Linked DNA regions of Sus scrofa: region 2 is linked to region 1. A link is a contact called in public HiChIP or PLAC-seq data. All regions are on one chromosome and are shown on one strand. Each heading gives the region's core, a stretch centred on a gene start, on an enhancer-like site or on the middle of the called end of the contact. The rest is flanking DNA. Distances are from core to core; before and after follow the strand shown. Region 1 overlaps LOC110256424 (a long non-coding RNA gene). Region 2 overlaps RAPGEF1 (rap guanine nucleotide exchange factor 1).

Region 1 (3,331 bases), core at 209-2,708:
GAATATTCACAAAGAGAAATAAAGTGTAATTTTAAAGTAGGCCTGGCTAGGATTTGGATGTTTCTGGAGTGGCGGTTCTTGGGGGGGGTGGATGAAGGCTCTAAGGATGCATGTGTTTGGGGGGCGGGGTGGGCGTGTGGTGGGAGCTGGGGGTGGGGATCCTGTGCTGAGGGCCTGGGAAGGCGAAGGCGGGCCCCTTCAAGGATGCCTCCTCTGCGGTCCCCGCCCTGGGACCTCAGTCCCACCCACAGTGCCCCCTGGCTGGGGCCCTGCGGGGAGGAGGGGCGGGGGACCAGGACAGCTTGGCTTTGTGGCAAACAGCAGAAAGGGGTGTGGCAAGGAGGGTTGGTGTGTAGACTGAGTCTTTCCCCAGAGACTTGCAAACCTGTCTTCACAGGGAGACATGGATGTGGATGCTAGGACCGCGTCAGCCTAGAGCCTGGCCCTGCCCTCGCCTGCGGCTGCTGGAAGGGGTTGTGTGGGGTCAGAGCGCTGAGAGTAAGCATCCTCCTTGGATCAGAACTTCCTTATGGAAGGATGGGAGGTCGGGCAGCCAGAGGTCTTGGAGTGGGTGTGGGCCTCTGAAGGTGGACCACGGATCCAAGGCCGCTTTTGTGAGTCTGGGCAAGACACCGAGCCACTTACCTTGTATGGAAGATGGGGTTTCTCCGAGCAGCCGCCTCCTGGCTGATGCAGCGACAACACGGCTATTCTACTCTTCTGGGTGTTAACTTGCTGAATCCTGAGGTTTAGGGGTTTTCCTCATCCCCGCTTCACAGAGGGGAGAAGCCGCCCAAAGCCATGCGTCTGGGGAGAGGCAGAGACAGGATCGGAACTGCCGCCCCGGGACCCAAACCTTCCCTCCACGTGCTCTCAGTCGCAAGGTCACACATTCAGTGCAGTAGTGTTTTTGCATTGTTTTTGTCTTTTTAGCTCCGCACTCATGTGTGGAAGTTCCCAGGCTAGGGGTCGAATCAGAGCTGTAGCTGCCAGCCTCCGCCTCCGCCACCACCATGCAAGATCGGAGCCACATCTGAGACCTACGCCACAGCTCATGGCAGTGCTGGATCCTTAACCCACTGAGCAAGGCCAGGGGTCTCATGAATGCTAGTCGGACTCATTTCCACTGAGCCATGATGGGAACTCCCGGCGCAGTAATTAATGGTGCCTAATGATGAGGCGGCCCCCTGCCTGTGGCTCACTCTATCCTGGGTTCCCCCCACAGGAAACGCCTTCCTCTGCCTACAGGAAGGTTTTTGTGCTCTCAGCTCTCTGTGGCCCATGGGGGGCCTGCTCATTCCTTTCAAGGGCTGTCCAGGCAGCTGCAGGTCGTAGGCTCATCTGCTGGGCAGGCGGTGGCCTTATCCACTCTGGGCATGGGAGGTTTGGTCTCTTCTCTGGGCTTCCCACATTGCAGCAACCCAACGGCATTCTGCATCCTGTCTCCTGGGGCTGCGACACCAAAGCAGGAAATTGTGTAATGGGCTCGGCTGGCCGCCCTCCACCCAGATGGCTTATGGGTGGTGCAGCTCTGTCGTGGTTTGGCTTTCAATTGTGGAGTCAGCTCCTGGGCTCTGCCCCTGGGACCATGGTGGGTGTGTGTCTGTGTGTGTGCGTCTGCGTGTGAACAGAGAACAGGGTGCAACCCTGGCCAATGGCAGGAAGAAAGTGAGCTGGATCTGATCAGGATCCAGGGCGGCTCGGGTCTTCAATCTTTACCCTGGAGACATGCAAGGATGCGAGGACGGCTGCCTGCATTTGGGGGTAGTGCTTGGAGGGGAATGTGTGCAGAGGGCAGGGGGTCATGAGTAAAGTGGATTCCGAGTGGCATCTGATCACCCTGTGGAAGCCCTCCAGCCCCTCTAGCTGACGGCAGGTTAAATTTAGAAGCCCCAGACTGGGACGAGACACAGAGCCCAGGCTCTAGCAGCTGCTGCAGGGTCCTCCCCAGGAGCCCAGGCCTGGGGAGCCGGCTGTCCGGGCTGGGCCAAGCCCACCTGCCCCAAGATGTCTTGGAGAAGCAGGTGCCCTGGGCCCACCCCCGCCCCCAGCCTGCCTTCTACCTCTTAAGCCACTTGTGGGTGTAGCCCAACCTCTGCGCTGGACAAACCCTGAGGCCTAGAGAAAACCCACTTGGGTCCAAGAGGGAGGCAGCCTACGGGCAACTGCAGAAAGGCGAGGGCTCTCAGGCCGCTGGCCACTTCCCACGGCCCAGGTGCCCTCTCTCACCTCCGGCTTGAGAGTTGCCTCTTGGTCCTCATCCATCCGGCCTGAGCGGCCCCATGGAAACTGTTTCCCACCTGGCTGGGGGCCAGGCCCTCAATTAGGGCGAATGTTGTAGGCAGCCGCAGGCCACTGCGCACACACCGTCCCCTAGCGACCTGTCAGCTCATCAGCGCCGCGAAATCCTCTGATGACACGCATCCGAACAGGGAGCGTTTTGGTGCTGCCATGGCCCTTGCCTCTCCCTATACATCAGCCGGCTCCCCCTTTTCACAGATGAGGAAACTGACCCTCGGAAAGAGCCAGGGCCTTGCTGAAGGTCGCTTGGCAGGGAAGCTGCAGACCTGGGCTGGTTCCGAATAGCTGCCCTTTGACCCGGCTCTGTCACTGCCTTTTTGGCTACCTCGTCCCTGGCTTTCCCACATCCCACTTCTACCACACCGTCCGTAACCGTTCCTTCGTTAACGGGCACAGAAGGCCCCGAGCATGAGGCTTGACACGAGTCGTCAGTGGTCCCGCTGGCCCTAGAAGACGGAAATCATTAAATGCAAAACAACACATCTGATGACCAGCTCGGGCTCTGCGCCTGTGTCCAGAGAGGCCCACCCGCACAGCTGACATCGGTCCTGGCAGGAGCCAGCCCGGCCCGACCCAGCGGGCCCTCCCGACTTGTCTCTGCAAACGGGAATGCAGAGACGGGGCTGGTTCCTCCCTCGGCTTGGCCCCAACACAGGTCTCAGTGTTACTGCCCGGGGGTCGTGCTTGATGGTCCCTTTAAAAATCCTGTGTGTGGGGTCCGTCCATGGTCTCAGATGGGGGTGGGGGTTGGGGCGAGGCTGGCTGTTTACGGCAAAGGAGGCGCAGTCAGGAGCCCTGCGCTATTCTTGGCTGCCACTTGTCTTGCTGAGCGAGGGTGGCGGTCGCCTGACCTCGCGCCTGCCTGCGTTTCCTAGTCTGCAAGCAGGGACACACACCCGAGCGAGCGAGTCCTCTCCTGCGCGGACCCAGCCAAGGGGGAGGGGCTGGGCTCAGTGTTAAACGTGCATGGGGGGCTGCCTGAGGCCGACCCCTCTGGGTTGGGTTTATGCTAGAGACCAGAGACTTCTCT
Region 2 (3,331 bases), core at 391-2,890, 380 kb before region 1:
CTGGAATGCCCAGCTTTGTCTTAATTATTGTACACGTTTCTAAGTTTCTCTTCTGGTCTTGCAAACAAACAAGCAAACAAACCCCGCCTCAGATTAGGGTGGGCCTATGGCAATCTGTAGGCTGCAGGTGATGCTAATAACGCCAGTAACCTCAGCAGCTCCGTGAGGAGATAAGAAACAGCACAGATGCAGGCCTGTGTTTTGAAAAATCCACTGGAGCAACCCCAGCGTTTCCTGGTTTCCCAGGGCAGCTGTGGGCAGAGGTGGTTTGAATGGGATTCCTTGTACCCAGCAGACGTGCTAGGAGGTCTGTAGAGATGAGTCATGTGTGAGCTTGCAGAAAAATCACCTCCCAAGTCTGCGTGGATTGGAGGACGCCTTGAGCACAGGGCTGGGCCTTCCCTCGGTCCAGCTGGACTCCTCCCGTTGCCATAACAAGATGACGCACTGGAACGAGCAGCGGCCTGGCAAGGCTGCCCGCCACCGCCCCCACGCGCCTGCGACGGGGCGCCCTGCTGCTGGGACAGGTGTTCCCCAGACGCGTCACCCACCTCGCCTGTTTTATGACTTCGGCCGGGGGTGGGGGGGGGAAACAGGTTGTGAATTATTCCGGGATGAGTCACCTTAGTTTGTGGTCATTTGTTGTAGCCCGCTTGACCATTTTCACCATGGCGACCTTGGGAGATTCTTGACCTTTCCTGGGTCTCATTTTCTCCGTCAGTGCCATGGGGGGGGGCCTCTAAAATTAGTGCTTCGCTGTTTTGTTTTAAAGCAGTAGGTCCTTTTTTATTATAGAAGGCCAGTGGGTAACTGTTTATGAGGGGCCGCTTGGGGCCCAGCGAGTCTGTCCCACTCGGGGGTGGCCCCCGAGGCTCCTCCTTGGGTCACCAAGCACAGTGTGAAAACCCACTTCCTGATGTGCTCGGCTCCTCTGCCCAAACCGGCTTCCTTTAGACTCTTCCTGCCTTCTCTTCCTCCAGCAGACAGTAAATTCCATGAGAAGGCCCCAGAGAAGCCCTTTGGATAGAATGTTATCGTGCAGCTTATTCAGAACCCAGAGCCCGCGTTTCCTTTCCACACGTTAGACCAGCAAGCCCAGTCCTGTGACTCCGAGCGGGAGCCTGCCTGTCTGGTCCTCCAGGGAGGGTACCGGCCGTGCTGCACCTCGACCATAGTAGGTGCTCGAAGCTACTGATGAGTGAATTGAGATCGTGTTGTCACAGTGAACTTAGGTTTCTGATGCCAGGTCTCAAAATCAGCTTTCAAAGGGAGCTGCTTCTGGGCTTTGGATTGTCAGTTAGGGTGTTTCTTGGTGAATCAGTAGGACCAATACTCTGACAAAGGTGTGCAGTTGGCTGGGCTTCGGTGTTAACCATGCCTGGCGATGGGTGTTTTAGACGGGTCTTTGGCGGCGCGACCCAGCAGCTGAGATCGGGTTCTCAGAAGGCTGTCAGGAGAGCGCCAGTGTGGCCAGTCCGGGCAGCCGTGTCTCTGGAGCTGCGGGTGGCAGTGGCCGCGGGGTTCTGGGGGTGCCCGGGACGGAGCACTCGTGATCCTGCCTTTCAGTCCCAAACCACGGCACGTGCCAGCTCTGCTTGGCCTGCCTCCGAGATGCGCGCCAGCACGGGCGGCCCTGTCTGTCGTTGGTCTTCTTTTCACTCGGCCCAGTTCCCGGCACCGTCAGCTCTGCCCAAGGCCCGATTGTGCTGAGGGGCCGGAGCGCAGGGCTGCTGGCCTTCTCTGGGCCCCTGCTTCTGTGTCAAGGGCGTTAGCAGAGTCTCTCTTGCCACGGCTTCCTCTTGGTGAGTGAAGATGCAGTGGAGGGGCTTCTCAATGGATTAGAAATCTGGTCCCAAGTGGTTACAATTCCTTTTTCTCCCCGATTTTTTCTTGCAGGCTGTGGTTTGGAAGGTGGAAGGTAGGGCTCCTGGACCTGTCCTGTCCTACGGTCTGGACTGCGTCTTCCGGAAATACTGTTGTTGTCTCGTAACCACTTAGACCTTGTTCCCGTTAGTCCTTCAAAGATGGTCTTTCTCCTTGCTTTTCACTGGCTCGCTGCCTCCACACAGTCATTTTACTGCAAATGAAGTTTGGGGACCAGGAAGCTCTACCCTGCTTTTAAAGCATGGAAGGAAGGGAGCTGTCAGACACCGGATGCTGTGTGGTGCTTCCCGGGCTGAGGACAGGAGGGTGGAGTCCAGGTATTTGCTTTCCGGCTTTTCGGAAATGGATGCCATTGGTGTGGTCTGGACAGGGTGGCTCCCAGCTGCACCCTGTACCCTTAAAATGGGGAGCCAGCCCATGGTCTGAGCAGAAGGGTGGTGCTGGCCGTGTCTGGGAGAAGAAAGGCGAGGGCCTGGAATGAGAAGAGAGAACAGCAGAAGTCCCATGGAATGTGATGGCCCCGAATAATCACTTTGTTGACCCCAAACAAGCAAGCAAAAAACCAAGGGAGTTCCCTTCGTGGCTCAGCAGGAAGAAACCTGACTAGTATCCATGAGGATGCAGGTTCGGTCCTGGCCTTGATGAGTGGGTTAAGGATCCAGCATGGTCATGAGCTGTGGTGTAGGCCGCAGACGTGACTTGGATCCCATGTTGCTGTGACTGTGGTGTAGGCTGGCAGCTGCAGCTCAGATTCAGTCCCTAGCCTGGGAATTTCCTTATGCCAAGGGTGCAGCCCTAAAAAGCAAAACAAACAAACAAACACCTCAAACCTTGGAGTTCCCATAGTGGCACAGAGGAAATGAATCCGACTAGGAACCATGAGGTTGTGGGTTCGATCCTTGGCCTCGCTCAGTGGGTTAAGGATCCAGCATTGCCATGAGCTGTGGTGTAGGTCGCAGACGTGGCTTGGATTTGGTGTTGCTGTGGCTGTGGCGTAGGCCGGCGGCTACAGCTCCGATTGGACCCCTAGCCTGGGAACCTCCATATGCCACAGGAGTGGCCCTAAAAAGGCAAAAAGACAAACAAACAACAAGAACCCCAAACCTCTGGCTTGGAAACAGTGGTTGTATTTATTGCTGGTTATGGATAATCACAAGGCCCCCCTCTCCTTCAAGTGACTGAAGAAGTGGGTGATTGTGCCTGGGTCATGGAATTGGCTGCTCTCAGCTCCTCCTTTCAGTGACAAATACAAATAATAGTAGTAGTTCACATTCCTTAAGGACTTGACACGTTGTGGTACCAGACGCTGTTCTGTGTGTGGGGCACGCCTGGTCTCCTTTAATCCTCTCAGCGGGAGAAAGGTCCTGTTACCACTCTCCTTCTGCCGAGGACCAGATGCAGACACAGCTTTGCTTTGTGTGCAGGATCCTAAGATCCAGAAGAGCTG

Evidence for each region. HiChIP or PLAC-seq counts read pairs in DNA pulled down with a chosen protein or histone mark.
Region 2: a contact with region 1 is called in an H3K27ac HiChIP or PLAC-seq map of skeletal muscle. The contact joins two enhancer-like sites.

The regions. Positions count from the first base shown.
Region 1 is chr1:271,239,033-271,242,363 of Sscrofa11.1, reverse strand. It overlaps LOC110256424 (a long non-coding RNA gene), which reads right to left. Exons shown (of 3, transcript XR_002337903.1): 2 at 646-3,331. FAM78A (protein FAM78A) reads left to right here. Exons shown (of 2, transcript XM_013993942.2): 2 at 1-52. Among named protein-coding and RNA genes, the nearest start is that of FAM78A, 17 kb to the left of the region's middle. Within about 2 kb of position 1,458, at least 35 of the 83 cell types and tissues checked have an H3K27ac peak or open chromatin away from gene starts, as enhancers often do. A contact at or near this core is called in skeletal muscle, where this site is marked.
Region 2 is chr1:271,615,785-271,619,115 of Sscrofa11.1, reverse strand. The region is part of intron 1 of RAPGEF1 (rap guanine nucleotide exchange factor 1); the gene reads left to right. Among named protein-coding and RNA genes, the nearest start is that of RAPGEF1, 7.2 kb to the left of the region's middle. Within about 2 kb of position 1,640, at least 42 of the 83 cell types and tissues checked have an H3K27ac peak or open chromatin away from gene starts, as enhancers often do. A contact at or near this core is called in skeletal muscle, where this site is marked.